Regions from separate parts of the Zea mays genome. Here regions 1 and 2 are each linked to region 3. Evidence: chromatin contacts called from public Hi-C data. All regions are on one chromosome and are shown on one strand. Each heading gives the region's core, a stretch centred on a gene start, on an enhancer-like site or on the middle of the called end of the contact. The rest is flanking DNA. Distances are from core to core; before and after follow the strand shown.

What was found. A called contact is a pair of places that touch in the nucleus more often than the background predicts.
Region 1: a contact with region 3 is called in a Hi-C map of bundle sheath, with 2.6 times the contacts expected there. The contact joins the promoter of LOC100278674 here to the promoter of LOC100304367 in region 3. A contact is called at or near these places in 2 of 25 Hi-C or Micro-C datasets (bundle sheath and leaf).
Region 2: a contact with region 3 is called in a Hi-C map of leaf, with 6 times the contacts expected there. The contact joins the promoter of LOC103629639 here to the promoter of LOC100304367 in region 3. A contact is called at or near these places in 4 of 25 Hi-C or Micro-C datasets (bundle sheath, endosperm, leaf and 1 more).

The regions. Positions count from the first base shown.
Region 1 is chr6:101,684,553-101,688,506 of Zm-B73-REFERENCE-NAM-5.0, forward strand. LOC100278674 reads left to right here and starts at 1,871. Exons shown (of 1, transcript NM_001175072.1): 1 at 1,871-2,700. The coding sequence starts at 1,986. The coding sequence ends at 2,450. LOC103629645 reads left to right here and starts at 675. Exons shown (of 3, transcript XM_035960031.1): 1 at 675-868. The coding sequence starts at 848.
Region 2 is chr6:101,002,836-101,007,358 of Zm-B73-REFERENCE-NAM-5.0, forward strand. LOC103629639 (auxin response factor 17) reads left to right here and starts at 2,186. Exons shown (of 14, transcript XM_020539323.1): 1 at 2,186-3,312. The coding sequence starts at 3,246. It also overlaps the pseudogene LOC103631229.
Region 3 is chr6:101,324,334-101,328,410 of Zm-B73-REFERENCE-NAM-5.0, forward strand. LOC100304367 reads left to right here and starts at 1,371. Exons shown (of 1, transcript NM_001165805.1): 1 at 1,371-2,845. The coding sequence starts at 1,468. The coding sequence ends at 2,649.

The DNA.
Region 1 (3,954 bases), core at 621-3,120, 360 kb after region 3:
AGAATCTAGATCCCAGAGGATCGAAATATGTCCCGATGACAGCTGTTGTACTCTTTTCCCTTGGTGAGTTTTCTTGATGTTTCTCACATGAGGTTTTTAACGAGGCAACAAAGTGCAAATGCAATTTGTATCACCATGCACTCTTTCTCCATATTTTTTCCCACTGGGTTTTTCGGAGTTTTAACGAGGCATGTGTTGATCGCGGTATTCGCCCAAGGGGTAGTGTTAAGTAACCCTAGTTAGGATTATGTGGGCAAATACCGGCTTTGCCCCTGAGAGGTCTCAAATCTCTATATAAGGATCTGTACACCCCTTCATATTACAGAGAAGAGAAAGAGGTCATAGGCCCAACCCTACGTCATGTGCCTCGTGTGCTTCTGGGAAGGGATACGGGTCATCTACAACTTTTTGCGCCTCTACTGCTGACGGGAGGGAAGAGAGCGGATCTGGTGATCCGTGGTAACGTAGAGATCTTTGCTATTCATGCCGACCAGATCCGCCCGGCCCCCTCCATTTTGGCCACCCTGGCACCCTCTCGTCGTATTCCCCGGCAGCGCAAGATCTGCAAGATGATTGGTGCATGATAAATTGTTTTTGTTTCCTAGCTGCGGCAGCCACGTTCGCTGTCGACTGACCGCGACTGGCTCCAATGGTCCATTATGGCCAATTGGCCCACGACGACCCAACATGCTTCAATTCGTCCACTTACTATGTAGCTAGCAGCTGCATCCGTTCCCCTCACATCAGGTGAGACTAGAGTAGACTAAACACGGCGCGCGGCCGGGTCGCGCTACCATGCTTGCCGCCGTGCAGCCGCCGGCGGCCTCCGCCGTCATCAATCTTGCTCATGCTCGGCAGGCAGCCACATGTACGTGCCTCGTTCTTCTTCTTGTTTTTTTTTGCTCGTCGTTGCTTTTCAGACCGTAGGTGTGATTGCAGCGTCGTCTTTTTCTCTTCCATACCTCTCTTGCATTGGTTTTCTTTTCTGGGAGATTTTTTTTCATCACCTGGAACTTAGGAAACTTCACCACTAGCTATTTTACACGCTTTGCTACTACCTACCTTCTATTTCGCCGGCCTTCATCAGTTTGCCAAAGCTATGCAAATTGGTGTGTACGTCTTGGGTGCATGACATGCCAGCGCTATTCTATGCCGTCTATATATCTGCCCCTGTGGTGCACGCGGTGCTGCTTATTCTGCTTGGCATCGGGCTATAGATGAAAATATGTAGACTGATGGATGGATGTCCCGTAGGATCCATATAGATAGACAGATAGTAGTTCATTCATCAGGGAAACCAAAGAGGGAGGATGAAGAAGGGGAAGCGTAGAGATCTCGCCTTGGCATGCTATGCTGGCACAAGATGCAGATCTGCTTGTTCGTCAACGGTAGGTGCGGAAGCGCTGCTGCGTCTTCCTTTTTTTTTTCTTTTTTTTTTTTGAGAAAAAATAGGTGCGGAAGTGACGAGGCTACAGAGATGGGAGGGAGAGGCTTTCGAAGCTGAAAGGAACAGCGCACCCGCCGCCCACCTAGAAAAGCCCGGCCCGTGAACATTTCGAAACTCAAACAAAAGAAGGTGGAGACCCGCGTCATATAATCTCAGGCCCATGAAAAAAATTGCGCCAACTGTAGGGAAGCCCAAGCCCGCGAACATGCCGTGCCAGCCAAGACTCCAAGCCTACTGCCTACTGTCTACTGCCAGTGCCGCGAGCCGCGAGCCGCAGCCGCTTCACGAATCACGACGCGCGGCCGGAGCATATCCCCTGCCAGGCGTCCAGACCCAAACCGAACGTCTCAGACAGACTCCGGGCCTCCGGCTATACAAAAGGGCACCCGACCCGAGAACACCAGCCAGTGAATGATTGTGTGCGGGAGGAGCCCAAACCCTAGACCCCGCAGCCAAAGATCCCACCGCTCCACCAGAGGCGATCGAGGAGAGGACTCGAGACAACCCAACCCCGCCGCCGAGCTACATCGATCCATCGATGGCCCCGGACACGGAGACCACGCTTGCGATCCGCGACGACGAACCCGCCGCCGCCGAGGTAGATCGATCGATGGCCACGGACACGGAGTCGCCGACGCCGACGCCGGTGCCGACTCTTGCGATCCGCGACGAGGAAGAACCCGCCGCCGCCGCCGGAGCCGGAGCCGGAGCCCAGGTCCTAGAGGAAAGAAGCGTCGCCGTCATCCTGCAGGAGCTGCTCCAGCCCAGGGACCGGCGCGTCCAGGCTTCGGCCTTCTTCTTCGCCTGCGGAGGCTCCGTGGTGCTCCACGGGACCGTGGCCAACCTCGCGGACAACCCGGAGCATGTCCTGCTCGGATTCGGGCTGTTCACGGTCGGCGCGGCGCTCGCCTTCCTCACGCTCAGCGGCTCCGACCGCCTCGGGCGCGCTGCGGCTCGCGTGGAGGAAAAGCTCAGAGGATTGTTCCGCTCGCCCGCTGGCTAGATCCTGCAGCTAGCTAGTAGCGAAGCGAACCCTCGACGGTCCTTCTGTTTGAGTGTGCTAATAGTTCTACTAGTGTGCCGGCGTGGGCTGATGCTGGGCTCACCATGTGGTTTAATTTTGAGAATGTGTGCTTTGATTCTGTGTATATTACGAGATAAGTGTGATAGATGTAGTGGTAACTAAATAATTAAAGTTCTCCTTAGGGTCGATTGTAATTCCAATATCCCCTTTGAATATAATGTTTCCTTTCATATGACCTTCCATGCATGCATGATGAACTCATTTCCTCCATTAATTTTTGATCAGATCTGAATTTGTCCTGAGCTGACAGAGATCTGAATTACTAAGATAATATAAGGTAGACCTGTTTCATAACGGAGGTAAAAGGTAGCGGAGGGCTGGCTGGGGGAGGAGAGTGGAAGCTAGCGGAGAGTGGAAGCTGCATGCGGCTCTGCCGCCGTTGCCCATCTCGCTAGGTCCTTCCTCGATCTGCAATTGGCTACCTGCTAGGCTGCTACTGTGTGAGTTCCTTACCTCCTCACCTCTCTATTCTTCGTGCTTTCAGGCGACTGAAATTAAAGGTGGAAAGTCGAAAGCTTTCGGTAGCCGGTGGTGGGTGATTTCATGTCTTCCAGACCACCAAGCCCTTATTTTGTTGAGGCCTTAGGGGAGCTAGCTAGCGTGTGTGTGACCGGGCACAGCGGGCCGGCCGGCGGCGTCTGAGATGACGCCGGCAGGGACGGCCGGAGCCCGGAGGGAGGGTGTAGTAGCGGGGGGAGCGTGCGATGCATGGCGCGAATACGGAGACGAGTCCGAGAACGGGCGCAACCGATCCGGGAGTTTCAAGTTGATTCTACTACCGACTCCGTCCGACTCAAGACGAATCGTAGTCGATCTAGCTAGGCTTCGAAGTTCGCCAACTCGTTCTTAATTTTGTAGGCGCTTCAAGTTAAAGGATAGCGTTCTTCATTCATTCATTCTTTTTTTGTATGAAGGAAGATTATATTCATAGATAGTTTCAACTTTCAAGTGCATTACATGGAGGTGATACACACCCTTGAAACGTCTTCTAGCTAGCCTCTGCTTAAACAACATACAGCTTAAAAACAACAAAAAGATGATAACCCACACTCAGTGGCGGATCCAGGATTGATCCAAGAGAGGGACTAATAAGCTAAGTCTATAAAATTTTTTAAATCAAACAAAAAATATAATTGATATTTAATATGACACCAGAAACAAGATATAATTTAAACATTTAAGAAATATGTAGCCTAAAAATAAGTCGATACGAATTCTAGAAATACAATAATCAATACATATTGTTCATGAGTTGATGCTGCAAGATAAATTTATTTTCCGAGTTCTTAAGCCTTAAAAATGCTTCAAAATATTTTCATTTTAAATATCTACAAACATATTTTTAGCTAGTGAATTGTATTATTACAGTGACCAATCTCGAGTGAAATATAACATATTCCTACCTTTATAGAACGAACAGGAA
Region 2 (4,523 bases), core at 936-3,435, 320 kb before region 3:
ATTTGAGTACTACAAATATATGTACGTTTACTATATATGTAGCTAAGGAAACAATGTTCTTACAAGTTATAACACATTGATTAATTGTACATTATTTAAATATAACATATATTCCATTAATTCTTCATTCTTAAATTGTGCTTTATAAGCATTATAAATTGTGGACGAATGATATTTGTGTTTGTGCAAATACAAATGTTGAATATGTGACTTTGTGATTTAGATTTTTCTGTATTTATACTTAATTTCTTATGAAGTTATAAACAAGCGCGCATGGCGCGCTTAATGTACTAGTTAAAAGAGGGCTCGGTACATGCAAGCTACATACGCGCAAGCTACGAGACTGGGCCGGGCTAGGCGAGTTGGTTCGTTTCGAAACATGTATATGTTGCATGCACGTCGTTGCCCACCGGCAGTACGTGCAGCCAGTGCGCGTGTGACCGCGGATGCCGTCGTCAGCGCCCGAGCGGCACGCAGCAGCTAGCGCACGAGAATTTCTGCCGTCGAATTTAATCTTCGTCCAGCCATTTTACCATACACGGTGTCTAATCTAGTATATATAAAAAAGAAACGTGTAGGAGGACCATTAATTTCCGCTGTCTTTTAAGTACGCCCACTCTGCTGTCGTGTCGTCCTGCCCCATGCTGGTTATATATATTTCCAATATATATAAATATTGTCAGGTCAACGATTCCTAACACATGCTAGAAATAGCATGACCCAAGGAGAAAGAAGCTCATGCATGAGGCACTACCAGCATCGATCGATCGTATTAGAGGTTATTATATTATTTTTTAAAAGGAAAAGACCAAAGATTGTCGGGTAGAGCCATCGCCGCGCGTGTCAGCAATGCAACCGACAAGCGTGGTGGGTTCCGTCTTCGTCTCCACTCTCCAGCTGGGATGTTTATAAAACATCTGACTTGTATAACAAATCTAATATTTTAACATAGATATACATAAAATTTAAAGTTAATTTTATTACAATATTATTAAAAATATTACGAAGTATTTAAATAAAATTTTGTACAACTCTACAACAAAAAGGTGAAAAGATATCCGAATTCGTATTCGAATAGACATCTAAATTTTATATTTTATAGCAATTATTTAAAAGATATAGAACGAATTTAATATTTACTTTTTGTGAAGATTGATAGCCTCAATACTAAAAATAAGAATATAAATTTATATATCAAATTTTATATGTTATTTGTTCACAATCGAAGAAATAAGACTAAAAATTGGATCCATCCCTAGTCTTCAGCTGTTGGTCCACCCACTGACGTAGTGTAGCCCTAATCAAAATTTTAAAATCACTACAGGTAGAGGTACCGTACAGGTCCAGGTTGTATTCAAGTCAAAAAGTGCTGGAGGGGTAGAGCGAGCGAGTAGCAGGACTGTCTATAGAATACCCGCATCATCTTGTCTTGGACCACCATATACATTGACTCTGTCTAAGCTCCTGTTTGGTTACCTGCAAAGGGGGATGCAAGCTGCATGAGCGGATGCAAAACAAGTTATTTTATAGTCATTTGATTGCATCCACTCGTACGTAGAAAACTGTCATATCAGGTCAGTTAGGGTCACCCGAGCCTGTGCGTCCGGATACAGCCATCCAATCAGGCAATATACTGCGTCTGCATGCGCCGGTGGGCGGCGGCCCCGACTGGTTGAACGAGTGGTCAAAACTCGCTGCAAACTGCAGCAGCCCGCGCTCCAGCCCAGCTGCATGTGCGTCAGGATGTGCGCAGCGGTACACCCTAGCGATCCCCCTCCCCTTGCATGCGGCGCGTAGGGGGCACCCTATGGCCGCAGCGGTGTCCCCTACAGCGCCCCCTACGTGTCGGTCCCCTTCTCTCTCCCCCTAGATATAGCGTGTCACTGTTCATCACCCTAAACACTGTGCTGTGGATCCACGAGTAATTGTTAGTAGATAAAAAATTGATAGTTGGTATAGAAAATGATATTTTATAGTGGTAGTGGGGTATAGGGGGAGTATTTAGAAGGAACCGCTGCGGGAGATGAAAAAATAGGGGGGAAATAGGAGAAAAAAGTGATATAGGGGGAAAAATTTAGGGGTAACGGTTGCGAATAGCCTCACTCTCGCCTCGCTAGTCGCTACCGGTACCCGTCCCAACTGTCTCTGTAGTAACACAGAGTTCCCACAAGTGCTTCCCTACCGGGACACCGGGTTCATATTCCACTCCTACAGGAGGGGTTTTGGGACTTGGGAATGCCGAGTGCGGCACGCGGAGCACTGTACATGTGCGATTGCACGTCGCTCGCAGTGCAGGAGTGCAGGCGGGGGGCCACAGAGCTGAGTGGGAAGGAAGCAAGGGGCACAGAGAATTGACAAAAATCACGCAAGGGAAGAGAGAGAGAGGGAGAAGTGAGCGCATATCAAGAGCAAAGCTGAAAAAAATAGGAGCACCGCTCGTGGGGTTGGGTTGGGTTGGATTGGAACCCCGAGAACAAGCTTGTGGGCAGCAGCAGCAGCAGCGGCGGCCAGCCGGAGCGACTAGCGAGCGAGACACAGCGGGAGGAAGCAGCGAGCAAGCGAAAGCGTACCAGAGCGGCAAGCCGAGGGAGTGCAAGGCGGCTGCAACTGTTCCAGTTCCAGCTAGCCCCTCTTGCACCCTCTGCGTAGTAGTAGTACTAGTAGCAGAGCAGCTGCAGCTGCAGCCGCGCCCGCTAGGAGCCAAGCGGCGGCGAGCGAGCGAGCATGCTCTAGGCGCCCCTCCCCTGCGCCGGGCGGATCTGCCGGAGTGCGGCAGCCGGTGCTAACCGCCCACGCGGCCGCGGGATCTGACGCCGCGCCTCCTCGGATCGTCGGGCCCCAGCGGCGGCGGCGGCGGCGGCGGCCGAGGCGTTAGCAGCCGACTGTTCCAAGCAAGTGACATGCTACAGATTTCGTGTTCCTTCCTCTGACTAATATAGAAGGGAAAGACTGCGCCTGGCCGCCTGCGCTTGCTTGGGCGCCGCGCCGGTGGTGGTAATCTCCGGGAGCGGCAGCGGCGCGCGGTGGTGGGGGAAAAAAAAAAGAACAGAGGGAGAAGGCTACCTGCCCCGCCCTCTCGCGGGAGACTTGGCGAGGAGGAGGGAGCTGCGAAAAAGCGAATGGGTTTCGGGGAGGCGCTGTGATTTGGCCTGAAAAGGAGGAATCTTTGCTTCCTCTTCCGCTTCCTATATCGCGCCCTCGTCAGATCGGCGGCCTGGTTGCGTCTTCGGCAGCGGCGGGCGGAAATGAGGCTCTCGTCGTCGTCGTCGTCGTCCGCCAGCGTCCTCCCGGCTCAGCCGGGCTCGCCGGAAGGTACTCCTACGCCTGCTCTCTGCTGCGCCGGCTTCTCGTCGTTCTCGCTGCTGCCTTGTTCATTAATGCTCTTTCCTATTCGTTGTTTCCTCTTCCGTTTTAGTTTCGGTTGGAGTTGCACAGGACTGCGGGTTTGTTTCTGTTTGTTCCTAAATGCCTTGGCTTTAGAGTTTAAACCAGCTCAGTGGCCGTGTGAGGCTTATCTGGATTTGTTTCGACGATTTCTTTTTACGTTACTGTCACGAATTTGCAACCGGTTTTTCTTTCGTTGGTCGTGTAATTTTTTCTTCTGTCTACTGGTTCTTTCTATCTGTTGATTTCTTTATATTTCTCCTTCCCGGCAGGGCCGGCCCTGAGGGTGTGCAGGTATGCGACCGCTCAGGGCCCCCAAGGTCCGTAGGGCCCCGCTTATCCATCTTGTATCTAAATACATATACATCACAGATAAATCTGTATTCTCATTCTTTTGTGGCGTCTCTTTGATTTTCTGGCAATCATCTCTTCGAGGTCGTGCAACAATCTGCTTGATGACAAATACTAAAATTGATGTGGGAAGGACGGAAGGTGTTGTACACCTGTGTCTGTCACGTTGCTTAATTCTAGCCTACCGGAGGACCGACCCTAATAACATACATTGCTTAATCCTAGTTTAGTTTGCTGAATTTTGTTTTCAGAAAATTTGCTCTAATGTATTTAGATTTGGTTTACTGTGCATTTTAAGGTTTACGCAAGTTTGATAAATTAAAAGTAAAAGGCAACGTATCTGGTGCAAACCAACCCCTCTGTGCAACCGTGCAAACTTTTAATCTGAACCACATGATGTTGATCCAAAGGCACGTGCGGGGGTGGGAGGGGGGATTTCAAAAGGTGTGATTAGCAGCGGGTGGTTAAGTGTAAAATTATCCACGTCCCTGTGTCCCTTGGATAAACATCACGTGGCCCAGATTAGAAGTTTGCACGGTTGCACGGAGTGGTTGGTTTGCACCAGATACATTCCCAAAGTTAAAATACTCTCTCAAAAGTCAAAACAAATGTAGAGTTATATTACATAATTTGTATAATTTTATGACTCATAAAATAATGTAACATTGTATCCAGTCATATCATTTTAAATAAAATTGTGTAAATCATAAACTTCTTTTATTTTTTAGATATTATTTAAAAGTTGAAAAAATAGCAGACTCAAACTTTCGTATAGGGTCTCCATGTAA
Region 3 (4,077 bases), core at 121-2,620:
GGTGAAGAGGAGTGGTCGCGTCCGGGGGTTGAGGGGGCCAGACATGCGACTCCTAGCCGGATGGATTCGAAGGCAAGAAACCCCATGTTTTTTAGGGTTTTTAAACCCATCACAATTTCAAAAAATTCCTTTTACAATATCATGCTATGAAAAAAGTTTTTATCTCTATACATTAGTATATACTATATATAATTTTGTAGGCCTCTTGAATTGAGGGGCCCTAAGCGATCGTCCTTCTTGCCTATAGCTAGAGCCGGCTATGTATAGAAATGAGTAAGCGGCTAGAGATAGTCTAAGACTCGACTAAGTCTAGGTCGCATGATCCTCCACAATCATAATTACCGATTATATTGTGCAAAAATAAAGCATACATGTATTGGCGAAAAAAGAAACATGACCTAGGGTAACGACAGTATGGAATCGAGACCTAGCACCACCAGCATTTGTCATAACTGAGCCCTCCTCACACTTCCTAGATGAATCTTTACCTTTATCAGACTCCTCTGAAGAGCTTTTAGTATCCATAATGCTGGCCTCAAGACAATCTCCTTCGTCCTTTCCCATTCAGTGAGTATGTTGTCCCCATCTTCTTCGAGCGCGTTCGGCTGCCCATGTGGGAGCACTGTTGCAGCTGCAAAATACTGTTGCAGCTGCAATCCTTAGAGAGAAAATACTGTAGAAGCCGCAGCCGCAGTCGGATTAAAGCCGCAGCGAACAAGCCAATCCTCTTCTTCTGAAATATCGTCCTCATGTTTCCTAGAGCTTTCCTCTCCAGGTTTGGCCTCACCTAGCTTTGGAAGTTCTTTCACAAAATTGAATTCAAAACCTTGACCCTCTTACCTTGTCGATGTTCCTGGACCTGATGGTCTGTCTCATCGATACCCTTACTGGACCCTCTCTTGTCAGTTGATAGCTCATCCACCACTAGGACCTCTCCAGCCAGCTCAGCATCAAGTTTGATAGCAGCCTCTGTTCTTGCAACCCAGCCAGTTTCCAACATCCAACCCATCACCCAATCCAGCACATGAGATTCCACTCCACTCGTATTCGGATCAGCCACCATACTACTGCAGACGCAGCAGAAAACCACTGGACCTCATCTGTTTCTCCCCTGGACGTAGCTGTAGCCACTAGCCAGTGGACGGTGCCGTTACAAAAATATAACCCGGAAACCGACGAGCTCCCCCCGCTGCTGCCGGCTGTTCCCGGAGGCCGGAGCGCCGTTTCACGCGTCGCCCAGCTCAAAGGCCGCCACATCTGCTTCCGCGAACCGGCGGCCCTCCGTTACCATTCCTATTATATATAGGCGGCTTTACCACCGTTACCCTCTCTCTCATCGCTCCCCTCGCCGCTGCTCCCCGCCCACCATCCGCCACTGGATTTTAGCCACCGCAAGTACCGGCAGCTCCAGCAAGAGTGCCACTCCCACCCACACCCACACTTTGATGCGCGTAGCCGCCGCGGTCCATGGCCTCCGCCGTCACCAGTAACCTCCCCGCTGCCGCGCCGGTGCCGTACCCGCACAGGTGGCTCAGCCCGCGCGTGTCCATCAGCCGCGACGTGGCCGCGGATCCCGTGGCCACGACCACGCCAGAGCCCGCGATCTCCAAGGACTTCATCGACTTCGAGTTCAGCCTGGGCGGCTCCGCCACCATGCTCCCCGCGGACGAGCTGTTCGCCGACGGCAAGCTGCTGCCTCTAAGGAAGGCAGCGCCTTCGCCGGATCCGGCGGAGGCCGCCGCAGCCGCCGCCGCGCCCCCGCCGGTGCGGCCGGAGGAGATAATGCCGCCGGCGCCCAGCAGCGCGGAGCCGATCAAGCCCCTCCGCGCCGCGGCGGCTGACGGCGCCGACCCCTACGTGTTGTCGCCCAAGGCGCCGAGCTGCTCCGGCCGCTGGCGCGAGCTGCTCGGGCTCAAGAGAGCTGCGGACGCGCGGAGCCCGTGCGCCGCCAAGGCCTCGGCGGTGGCGAAGACCCCCGCGCCCGCGGCCAGGTCCGCGGCGGCGAGGTCGCTCAAGCTCCTGCTCCATCGGAACACCGGGCGCGCGCCGGACCTCGCGTCGGCGCCGCTGCTCCGCGACAGCTCCGACTCGGAGGCGTCGCTGTCGCTGTCGCTGGCGTCCTCCTCCCGCTTCTCGCACTCGTCGTCGTCGTCCTCCTCCGGCCACGACGACGCGCCCCGCCTCTCGCTCGACTCGGCCGCCGCCGCCGCCGCCGCCGACCCGCCCCGCTTCCGCCTGGCCCGCTCCTCCCACTCCCACTCCCTCCACCGCCACTCCACCTCCTCCGCCCGCGCGCGGCGCCGGCCGTCTCCGCCGGCGCTACCGCGCTGCCTGTCCGTGGACTCCCCGCGCATGAACTCGTCGGGCAAGATTGTGTTCCAGGGGCTAGAACTGGAACGCAGCTCCAGCTCCCCCTGCAGCTTCCACGCGGCGGCGCCCAAGCCGCGGTTCCGCGCCGTGGACCGGTCCTACTCGTCCGCCTGCGTCCGCGTGGCGCCCGTGGTGCTGAACGTCTCCGTGTGCCCGCGCCCCGTGTTCGGCTTCTTCAAGGACAGGAAGGACTCCAGCGCCAGGTCGTCGTCGCTGGGGCGGAGAGCGCCGCCGCCGCAAGGGTGGAGCGGCGAGCTGGTGGCGAGATCGTCCGGCTGATTTGACGCCCCCGTTTGTTTGACTTGACCAGGCAGCCGCGGGACCTCGTGCTTGTCTCGTTCCCGTGCACAGGGCTGTTCGTTGCCATCGACCGTCATGATGATGAGAGGATGGATAGCTTGGCTGCCGGTTGGTCTTAACTGATTTTGTTTGTTCTTTGGAGAAGACGGCCGCGGGGGAGGCTGTATTTTTTTTCTTTCTTTTGCTCCTTTTTCACAACCGCGATGCAAACAAAACAAAATGATGGCAGCATTTCTGGGGCAGAGCGACGGCGGAAATCCCAGACGCCAGTCGTCACGCTCACGCAGTTGCAAGCCCTCGTTGTCTGGGGTTACCTGCACTGCATCGGAGTCAGCACATATGCCGGGAAGCGGGTGCCGGTTCATTCATGGGAGAGGGGCAGAGGCGAAGCGCAATTGGGGGCCAGGCCGGTCCCCCGCCCCGGCGCTCCAGCTTGATCTGTTCTGTTCTGCTCTGGATCCGGGCACCGTGGCGCATGTGCTCAGCTCTATACTCGCGCAGCGGGCGGGCGGGCAAGCAGGCGGCATGGTGATGGTGGCCAGCTTTTCTTAACCCGCGGGGAACGGCAAGCAAAAGCGCACAGGCGTCACCGCGATCTCTGCCGCCGCCACGGCGTAGGCGTCCCATGTCACTTGCGCGGTTGCGCCGCGCGGTGCCGGCGTCCGTCGAGTCGCGCCAGTACGCCACGGGTACCCGAACCCGAGCCCTCAGCAAGCTGCGCAGCTAGCTTTTCACCCCCTACCCAGCGCTGCAGCGCATGCAGGCGGGCCATCCGCCCATCCCTCCCCCAGGCCCAGACGCCTGCCTCAGTGCAGGTGCAGCGTGTAGACCACCGGCCACCGCGCGGGTTCATGAGAGCTGAGAGCGTGCGTGGACCGGGCCACCGCGAGCCATGAGTCGCCCGCTCGTCCTTGGGCGTAGGTGGACGCAGCAGCGCAGTGCGTTGGCACGCCACAGGTGACAGATCTGTCTGTATCTACGCACTGCAGGGGCACGCCATGGAGCACGCATCATCACGGATCAATGGATCATGGCCGTCGCGTTGGCTGCTGGGGGGCCGGGTTGCATTGCAATGGCCAACGTGACTACGTGAGAGGAATGCGCTCGCTAACTAATGGGGCCGTAGAGTGGACCTGCTGCCTTTTACCAGAACGTATACCACAGGAGAGATCGGGCGACAAATGGCGGCGCAGCTGCATGCCCGTGTGGAACGCGAGAAACGGCCAGACCGTACCGGACGTCTCAGAGCTAACAGTCTCTGGTCTCGGCACAGCTGGGGAAGAAAGACATCTGATCGAAATGCTCATCTTGGATCCTAGTGACGACTGACGCCTGACGGCCACCACAAAGTGTGAAAAAGGGCCTAGTACCCCACCATCATAGAGGCCGGAAGAAAAGCTGAGCCGC